Linked DNA regions of Zea mays: region 1 is linked to region 2. Evidence: chromatin contacts called from public Hi-C data. All regions are on one chromosome and are shown on one strand. The core of a region is the stretch at or near the end of the contact, and the rest is flanking DNA. Distances in the headings are between cores, read along the strand shown. Region 1 has its middle 45 kb from the start of LOC103645223. Region 2 holds the start of LOC100273265 (Calcium-dependent lipid-binding (CaLB domain) family protein).

The links. A called contact is a pair of places that touch in the nucleus more often than the background predicts.
Region 1: a contact with region 2 is called in a Hi-C map of ear, with 2.8 times the contacts expected there. The contact joins the enhancer-like site here to the promoter of LOC100273265 in region 2. A contact is called at or near these places in 2 of 25 Hi-C or Micro-C datasets (ear and tassel).

The regions. Positions count from the first base shown.
Region 1 is chr1:207,694,039-207,698,329 of Zm-B73-REFERENCE-NAM-5.0, forward strand. No RefSeq gene overlaps it. Among protein-coding and RNA genes, the nearest start is that of LOC103645223, 45 kb to the right of the region's middle. Within about 2 kb of position 1,548, at least 17 of the 20 cell types and tissues checked have an H3K27ac peak or open chromatin away from gene starts, as enhancers often do. A contact at or near this core is called in ear and tassel, where this site is marked.
Region 2 is chr1:207,278,170-207,283,166 of Zm-B73-REFERENCE-NAM-5.0, forward strand. It overlaps LOC100273265 (Calcium-dependent lipid-binding (CaLB domain) family protein), which reads left to right and starts at 2,342. Exons shown (of 1, transcript NM_001147706.1): 1 at 2,342-3,451. The coding sequence starts at 2,428. The coding sequence ends at 3,276. It overlaps LOC100280242, which reads left to right. Exons shown (of 33, transcript NM_001153171.1): 30 at 1-97; 31 at 172-288; 32 at 391-462; 33 at 585-822. The coding sequence ends at 665.

The sequences.
Region 1 (4,291 bases), core at 298-2,797, 420 kb after region 2:
GAGGCAACAACCATCTGTCCCTTGGACTTTTTCTCCGCATCAGCGATGCGGTGCAGAGTTCCACTTTGATCAGCAATAGAAGAGATCGATCCAAAATGAAACATCTCACCAACTATGAAGTTGACGGCGTCGGTGAATATGATGGCCATGGAGCTAACTGATGTTGATGTCGCCTCCCCTACCTCGTGCGCCAGCTGTCGATGTTTAGTACCGGTAACACACTATGGGGTATACCATGTAGTGCTTTTTGTGGTTTGGCGAGATCGACTACAACTTGATGGTTCATGCGCAGCATGATGGAACATGAGGGTTTATACAGGTTCGAGTCACCGTGTAATACCCTACGTCATGTGCTCTGTGAATATGATATTGATGTGAGTTTGAGGTTACAAGATAGAATACTGGTTTAGACTATGGGGGTGAGGAATCATTTAGTAGGCGTGCCTATCCCACCTTATATAGGTGACGAGATCATGCTTTACATGTTTACACTTATCGCTATCTACACATACGGAATTTTGTTCTGGTTCGCGGATGACGCTGCATGCATGGTGATCTTGTTCCGACTTACGTACGACATAGAATACTGCTTCGGCCTCGTCTGCAACGATCGCTGCAGTGCCTTGGTACTCAAGCAAGGCTTCTATAGTTCTCAGGTCTGAGTTAGTCGGCCAACCCGTGCGTTTAATTTTATGGCCCATTCAGGCCTTTAACGGTCCATGAACTTTAATCCACGCTGTGCGGACCAGTGATTTCTATCCCACAAAATTGTGGCCCAACGCGTCGGTTGGATCTGACCACGTGAGTTCCAATGTGACCAGTATCGTTCAGACCTGTCTGTCGGCAGCCCAATCGATCGGTCAACCGAGCCAACCCGTGTTGCGATTGTCTCGGTCGGTACCGACCGCCTGAGTCACCACGTCAGAGTTGGTACCAACCCGTATTGCACTGGCCTAATTACCAAGCGGGCCAACTACATTTGCAAAATAAAAATAAGGGAGTGTTTGGGACTACTTTACTTTTAAAAAACCTGTTCGGTTTCGAAAACATCAAGCCAAAGACCGAGACAAGTAGTAGTTTATTCATAAAGCGGCAAAAAGGGTGCTTCACAAACGTTATTCTCGTAGAGCAGCAACAAGTAGTAGTTTATTGTGTCCCATATTTGTAATGATACTATTTTATAATGTTCATAAGAATTGTGGATTATAGTATTAGTATGTCGTATAAACATTATTATTATTATTATTATTATTATTATTATATAGTGTACTGTTACTTTTTTTAATTAAGGTTTTATAAAAACATGTAAGCAAAACAGTTACATATATCATTTAAAGGTACAAGGGATACTTCTAAACAAAATTTTATTTTAGTAAAGCTGAAGTTGGTATGCAAGCCAAACACTTCTAAGAAATATGCAACTTTAAAGTTCATGAAGTAGAGTTTTTTTTTTTATTGAAGTCGAGTGGTGCCAAACACCTGAATAGTATAATTGCAAAGCATGCTGCTAGTAGGCCTATCCGTACGCAAACGAAGTTCTAGAGCTAAAGAGGGAAGAGGCAGCCGTCAGATGGGCTGGAACTTGCGATGGGCCTGACAGGAGCCCAGGCCTCATTATTTACTGGGTCCGCGAGCCAGCAGCAACTCCAGCAAAACAAGTTCTTTTTTCTAGTTGTTTTATTTCATAATATGCCAAGAGAAGAGAGTAGTAGGTGTTGCCGTGCCCGTGTTAATGGGGAGGAGAGACAGACGCACACGCCTATGGATCGCATCGCCAATCAACCAATCGATGAAGCGATCCGAGCCATCAGGTAAGTTGATCAAGGATCAACTGAAAGTTTCAGGTCACCTCAGGGATCTGCTAGGTGCTATTATTATACTACCTCCTATCCATTTTCAAATATTTGTCGTCTACTAATTTAACGTTAGACTAAGATGCGATAAATAAAAAAGAACGGGAAGTATTTATTTATTAGCTCTGATCTTTTGGCAAGGAAATCATCTGATGTGAAGCCACATGCATATATAGGATCCGATATACAGTATTATTAGTCTCTACTCCTATAAAGCATTAGGGTTCTACTGTTCCACTGTCATTATATGTCATCAAGTAACATGGGTTGTTACTTCCTAATTGGACAGGAAGGAAAACACCTAAGACTAACAACGTTATGAAATTGTATGTAAGACAACGCTTGTCGGGTACCATAATTAGGGGTACCCCAACGCTCCTAATCATGGCTGGTAAACACCCTCAGACCCACTGACGGGTGCGGTTCAAGCCAAGACTTCGTCTACCCGAGGGACGCGATCTCACCCGAGCCCAGCCTCGGGTTGGAACAGTAGTCCCAGACGAGTTCACGCCTCGCCCGAGGGCCTCCTCAGGCAGCGGGCGCCCCCTCGGCACACCCAAGGCCCGGCTCGGGCAGGCTTCGTTGTGAAGCAACCTTGGCCAGACCACCTCACCAACCGACCGCTTCGCATCCACATTAAATGCAGGGGATGCCTGACGCCGTATCCTGACACACGCGCCTCAGTCGGCCAGGCCGAAGTGACCGCAGTCACTTCGCCCCTCTTCTTTACTGTCTGATATGACAGGAAAACAGCGCCGCTCGCTCCGCTCCGACTGCCGTGTCAGCCACCCCGGCAACGACTGACAACAAGTCACGATCAACCACCGAGTTTAGCCTCGGGCGCAACAGGAAGCTCCGCCTCGCCCGACCTCATGCTTCGGCTTCGGGAGGAGGTCTCCGCCTCGCCCGACCTCAGGCTCCGGCCTCGGGAGGAGGTCTCCGCCTCGCCCGACCCCCGGACTCGGCCTCGACCCCGGTCTCAGGAGGAATCGCGTCCTCGCCCGACCCCGGCCTCGGCCTCAAGAGAAGTCTCCGCCTCGACCGACCCTAGGCTCGGACCGACCGCGCTAACAGGGGATACAACATTTCCCTATTCCTAGCCTGCTCAGGCTAGGAAGAACAAGATCGACGTCCCATCCGGCTTACCCCGGCGACGGGTAATGATGGTGCCCCGCGTGCGCCATGACGCCGGTGGCTCTCAGCCCCTTACGACAGCAAGGAGACGTCAGCAGGATCCTCGCCGCGCCGCCAGCTGTGCTCCTACAGGACTCAGGCGCTCCTCTGGCGGCCACGCCATCACATGTACAGGGCCCAAGCTCTCCCCCGACAGCCACGTTGGCATGTAGACAGGGCTTAGGCACTCCACTGCCGGACGCGTTAGCGCATAGCTACGCCCCCCGTTGTACGTCTGGACTCTCTCCTTGCCTCTATAAAAGGGAGATCCAGGGCCACCCTGAGGGGGGTTCGCGCGAGGGAAGCGACGGACGAGCTCTGTGTCCCTCTCTCTCTCACGCGACGCGCTTGTAACCCCTACTGCGAGCGGCACCCCTGGTGCAGGATAATACAAGGCTTGTCCCACCTCTTGTCTTTCATCCCGCGCCAACCCATCTGGGCAGGGACACGCAGCGATTTCACTGGTCGGTCCAAGGGACCCCCCCCCCCCCGGGTCCGAGACGCCGACAGTTGGCGCGCCAGGTAGCGGCCTGCTGTGTGTTAACGAACACCTTCCCATTGAGATCCAGATGGGGAGTCTTCAGCAACCTCTCCAGCCCGGGATGGTGCTCCGCTTCGGGAGTCTCGAGTTCATGTCCCTCGACGGCAGCTACGACATGGTACTCCTCCCCCCGCGGCGTGACGACAACGACGGTCTTCGACTCGCCCGGCGGCGGCGAGCTCTACGATAACATCTCCCCGCGGCAGAAGAGGAGCGCTCCGGTCGTCCCCGCCACCCTCCTCGACGGAGGAGGCGGAGACGAGGCAACCATGGCCACGCAGGAGGCGGCACCTTGTCGGCTGTCGCACCAGAGCGAGTCAACGATGCCGGCACTCCCCCAGGGGACATGTTGGACGTTGTCCTCGCACCTGATACGACGGCGGGTGTCACTTCCCCGCGACGTGTCAGCCCCAAGCGGACTGATGACGCCAGCACCCTCGCAAAGGACCTTCTGGGCGTTACCCTCGTACCTGAGATGACGGTGTGCTCCGCCCCCGACGCGACTTCACCACCGTCCAACGACCAAGAGGTACCGTCCATTTTCCATCCCATACCTTTTTGGTTCAGCTTCGATCCACCTAGCGACCCCGCTATGGTGAGCGCCTTCGTAAAGGCGTATCCAAACCTTCCGGGGTACCACATGTGGTCGACCTAGGACCGACTGACAGCCGTCTCAACCTTCGGACCGGTGGGTTCTGAGGAAGACGACGACCCCGACTCCGGT
Region 2 (4,997 bases), core at 1,092-3,591:
GTTTGCTCTTCAAGCTACTTCAGAGATTCCTGGAAATGTTGCAAATGTTCAGAAGCTGCTGTCTCACCCTGCTTTCGACCTGAGGAATCCCAACAAGGTTGGTGGTGCCATGTGCTTAAATTTTCATGTGGACCTTGAGCACCTGACTAAGATTTGCTAAAAAAAACTCAGGTGTACTCACTAATCGGGGGATTCTGTGGCTCACCTGTGAACTTCCACGCGAAAGATGGTTCTGGGTACAAGTTCTTGGGTGAGATCGTTTTGCAGCTTGACAAGATAAACCCTCAGGTTAATGTCAAGAACTTGTTCTCCTGTAGTCTGGGCCACGCTCAAGTGTTAGGAGAATTACTATTATTAGCTAATGCGGTTTGTTCCTGGGTGTGAAATCAGGTGGCCTCCCGCATGGTTTCAGCATTTTCTCGGTGGAGGCGGTACGACAAGACCAGACAAGCTCTTGCTAAGGTGACGTGTTCGTCTGCAGTCTTTGTAGAGTCCAATTGATCGAGCATTTTTTTTTTCAGAAAAGAAAGAAGAAGATAGTGCAATAGTAGTAACACTAACACCTTGCTTCATTTATGGCACAGGCCCAGCTGGAGATGATCGTGTCGGCCAATGGGCTCTCCGAAAACGTGTTCGAGATTGCTTCAAAAAGCTTGGCGGATTAGCTTGGGCAGTTCCGAGGAATTGCGAGTGGGAGTGCTTAACTGAATCTCTCTTTTGTTGGTAAAATGACAAGTAGAGATAATAAACAGGCGGGCCGAATTTGCATGAACTGATAAAATATAAGTGTGATGATGCCCGCTTTGTGGGGGGCTTTGGAGCATGCATGCGCGCTCGTCTGTTGGAATGGAACTGCTGTTTTTTTTTTTTTACGTTCTCCGCTCAGCGGACCGCTGTGGGGCAGAAAACATCTGAAGCACGACGGCTGCTCTCTGTCTCTGTTTCTCTCTCGAACTCGCGGTTTGGTTATCAGTCGGTCCTGTGGAACCCTTGGCTTCGACAAAGCTGGAAAAGTTTGGAGCTTTCCAGTCATGCCAGGTTCTTCTAGCACACTCCAGCAAGTAGGAGCAAGTGTTCTTTTTGGCTGGTTTGTTGGCACCGTATTTCTTTTGGTTTCTTAAGTTTTCTAACAAAATATTTATTATTGGTAGATTTTGTTGAACTGTAGATGCACAGAGTCAGGCATGTGAAGTGAATTGACAGCATTGGTTGGGGATCGGAGCTACATGCCGAAACCGATTGGACCTCTGGTGGTGGGGTAGGAATTGGATGAGATGGGGGCGGCGGAAACGAAAGGTTTCGTGAGTCGTGATGATGATGGTGTGTGCATGGTACTCCAGCGGTCCTGCCCACCAGCGGAAAAAGGAGAAAGCTTGCGCGTCGAAACCGTGTGGGCGTGTGGTGGCCGCCACCGCCATGCCTCACGGCATCTCTCTGATCTTCGGTAGTGGCCACTGGCCAGTGGAAGCATCAGCACTGGATCCGGAGAGCATAAAGCATGAGTGCTACTCCTGTCCAATAGCAGGCTAGATCATAATCCCTATGTCCCTTGACTCTGGTTTTCGCGTGATGCTGTACTAAGCCGGTGATTGGAGGAGTCTTTAGGAGAATAGATTGTCCTATCCACACATACCGGCAAACATCCTTGATTGGAGGAGTGTGACTGAGGTAGTCAGGTAGAGGCCCTGTTTAGTAAGAACATCTCCAAGAGTTCCCCATAATTCTTTCAAATCAAGTTTTTTTTGAAAAAACACAAAAAATTGTCTCCAACAGTTTCTGTAAAGTGCTCCTAACTTTTTCATAGCACTTAAAGCTCTCATTTGTAGCTATAAATGTGTTTTTTTGGATTCCACAGAAACAATCTGTCGTTTTAAAAGATCTATTAGAGAAATGTTTAAAATCTACCCACACTAATTTTTTAGATGTCCATTAAAACTGATTTTCAGGAGTTATTTGCTGGGAAGCTCCTCTAACCAAGCAGAATATCATCTAAGGCGTGTATGGAGTAAAGTACAGCCATTTTTTTGGGATAGTCAATGAACTTAGCCGCTAAGAAAATATATATTTATATTTATTTATGGCAGTATTTAGGGAGGAAAGAAAGAAGAAATAGACTCCCATGCAGTTGTCCGTTCAAATGCAACGTCCAGAGAAGAAACCGATGAGCAGCGAGCCAGCCATCCTTTTCTAGTCAAGCATCGTCAGCGTCGCAACCGTCCGTCCGTCCGTCCCAACAAGGCCAGCCGCCACCTCCCCAGCTGACAGGTGAGCCCCACCCCACATCTCCCGCCACACTATTTATACCTTCCCTCCCGTTGGCATCCTCCCACTCGCTCACCATCAGCGATCCTTCTCTCTTGAGTGTCCTCCCATCTCATCCAATCCATCCCCGCCACCACAGGCAAAGGCAACCCAAAAGGAGCCGCCATGGGCTCCCGCTACGAGGTGGAGGTGACGGTGGGGTCGGCGAGCAACCTGAAGAACGTCAACTGGCGCAACGGCGACCTCCGGCCCTACGCCGTGCTGTGGGTGGACGACGGGCCCAAGTGCTCCACCCGCGTCGACCCCGACAACGGCGAGGACCCCGTGTGGGACGAGAAGGTGGTGGTCCCCGTCCCGCCCGCCTCCGCCGCGCGCCTGGGCGACGCCGTCCTCCACATCGACGTCGTCCACGCCGCCGGCGACGACGCCGACGCCGTCAAGCCGCTCGTGGGCTCCGCGCGCCTCCCGCTCCGCGACGTCCTCGATGACGCCGGCGGCGTCGGCGGCGCCAGGGTCTCGCGCACGCTCAGGCTGAAGCGGCCCTCGGGCCGCCCGCAGGGCCGGCTCGAGGCCCGCGTCGCCGTCCGCGAGGCCGCGCCGCCGCCGCGCTACTACGACCCGAACCCGTACCCGGCGCCCGCGTACGGGAACCCCGGCGCCGCCCGCGACCCGTACTACGCGGCGCCGCCGGCGTACGGCGGACAGCCGCCGTACGCCGCGCCGCCGGTGGGGTACCCGGCCGACGCTCCTCCTCCCTACGGCGGTGGTTATGGCTACGGAGCTGCTGCTCCGACGGCGTACGGCGCTGAGGCTGCTCCACTACCTGCCCAGCAGCAGAAGAGCAGCAAGATGGGGATGGGGACGGGGCTGGCCGTGGGCGCCGCGGCGGGGCTGCTGGGCGGCCTCGCGCTGGCGGAAGGGGCGAGCTACGTGGAGGACAAGTTCGAGGATCGCGTCGCCGAGAGGGTGGAGGAGGAGACGTTCGGCGACGGAGATTACGATGACGATTACTAGAATGAAGCAGGTCGGAGAGGAGATCATGATCATGCATACGGAACCGAAATCCAGGCAACAAGTCGAAGTCGAGTAGCTCAAATGTATTCAAATAATAAGTGAGATCACCCCAGTCGAGAAAAAAAATCAAAACTTGAACCATGGCAATATATGTTAATCGCCAACCATTTGATCGAGTACTTGGTTTGATTGTCCAATTCGAACCGTATCTTGCTTTCCATGTCGTACGTGGGCGCCTATATATATTTTTTGCAGTATGAACAGAAAAGAAAAGAAAAAGATGTCAGTGAAGCGGCAAGGCCGTACCCTTGCTAAGAAGATCCATGGCAGTCAACGATAGCCTATTTGATTGAGTTCTACAACTTCTATACCTTCGAAGAGATGCCTTTAATCCGAAGCGTGGAAGACGGTCAAACAATCGAGCGTTCAATGCTTTGAAGCTTAACGAAACACTCGACGCCTCAACTGAGAGCTAGCTTTCACAAAAGCGAAACAAAGCAAAGCACAGCAATAATGCAAATGAAACAGTGGTTCAGCTGCTACTGGGTGATTGGGGTGTTTTTGGATGCACGAACGAAGGTGGCCACATTTTCAATACTCATTGTCAGCTGCTGCAGCCTGTAGGTACGACTGCGACGCTACACGCACACTACCACGAATTCTAGAAACACTTTATGGATCTATTTCTTATTCTCTCTTCCTTTTTCTTCTTTTTGATATAAGAAGAGTGTTCGAATTTGTCTGTGGAAGCACCTTGATTGGGCCTGCTATGTTCGAGTTGGGCCAGGTTAGGATGTAAGTGGACCAGGATGCATGCGTCCTCCGCTCCTGCCACTAAGGCTATATTCGGTTCATAGCTAGGGGTAAAATCAAGGGAGGGATTTAATCTAGAGATTGATTGAGTTAACCCTCTCCTATCACTTGACCCATTGAGGGCATGTTCTGTTGCAAACGGATAAAAGCTGATCTAATCCCCATCAATCCCCTCCAATTCGCTTCCAAACGAACTAGCCATGAGGGTATAATCCCCTTCAGCTGTAATCCTGGGCTCCAAAAGGTTGTTTGGTTAATCTAGGGAGATATACAATTTTTGTTACAATGAAGGCATCTTTATTACAACAATCACAATAATCTCATGGTTTTCTTGTACCGAAAAGAACATGTATCATAAAAAAGCACAATAATCTCAGGCTAGGTATAAAAAATGAGTAAATTTCAAAGCAATGCCTCAACCTTAGTTTTCTTGTACTAAAAAAGGATAGGTATCCTAAAATTTGCCCTCCTTTTTAGAAATACAAACCAAACGGATGACAACAGTTCCCAAAGTTGCAACAAATTAAGTATCCCAACATTCAACATTCGAATCATAACTAAGCCAACATCCAAACATTCAACATTTAGTTCGCACCAACCATTTTGACTACAAAAAACACCAAGTGGCACTTTCTCTCCACAAATGGATTCAACCATCACAACCCCAACTGAGCGTAACCATTAGTCCAACATTGAGCAGCAACACATGCTTCAATTTTTGGAGCTTGGATGATCCACCTGCAACACATGCGATTGAGAATTTCTTAGGCAGAACAATGAGAAAAGCAAATGCTAGAATATACAATACACCAAATTGAGCATGCATTAGAGTGAGGTAGTTAACCTTAGGTACACCTACTAAGCCATCTTATCCCTCAACCACATTAATGCAACCTCTCTATCATCAT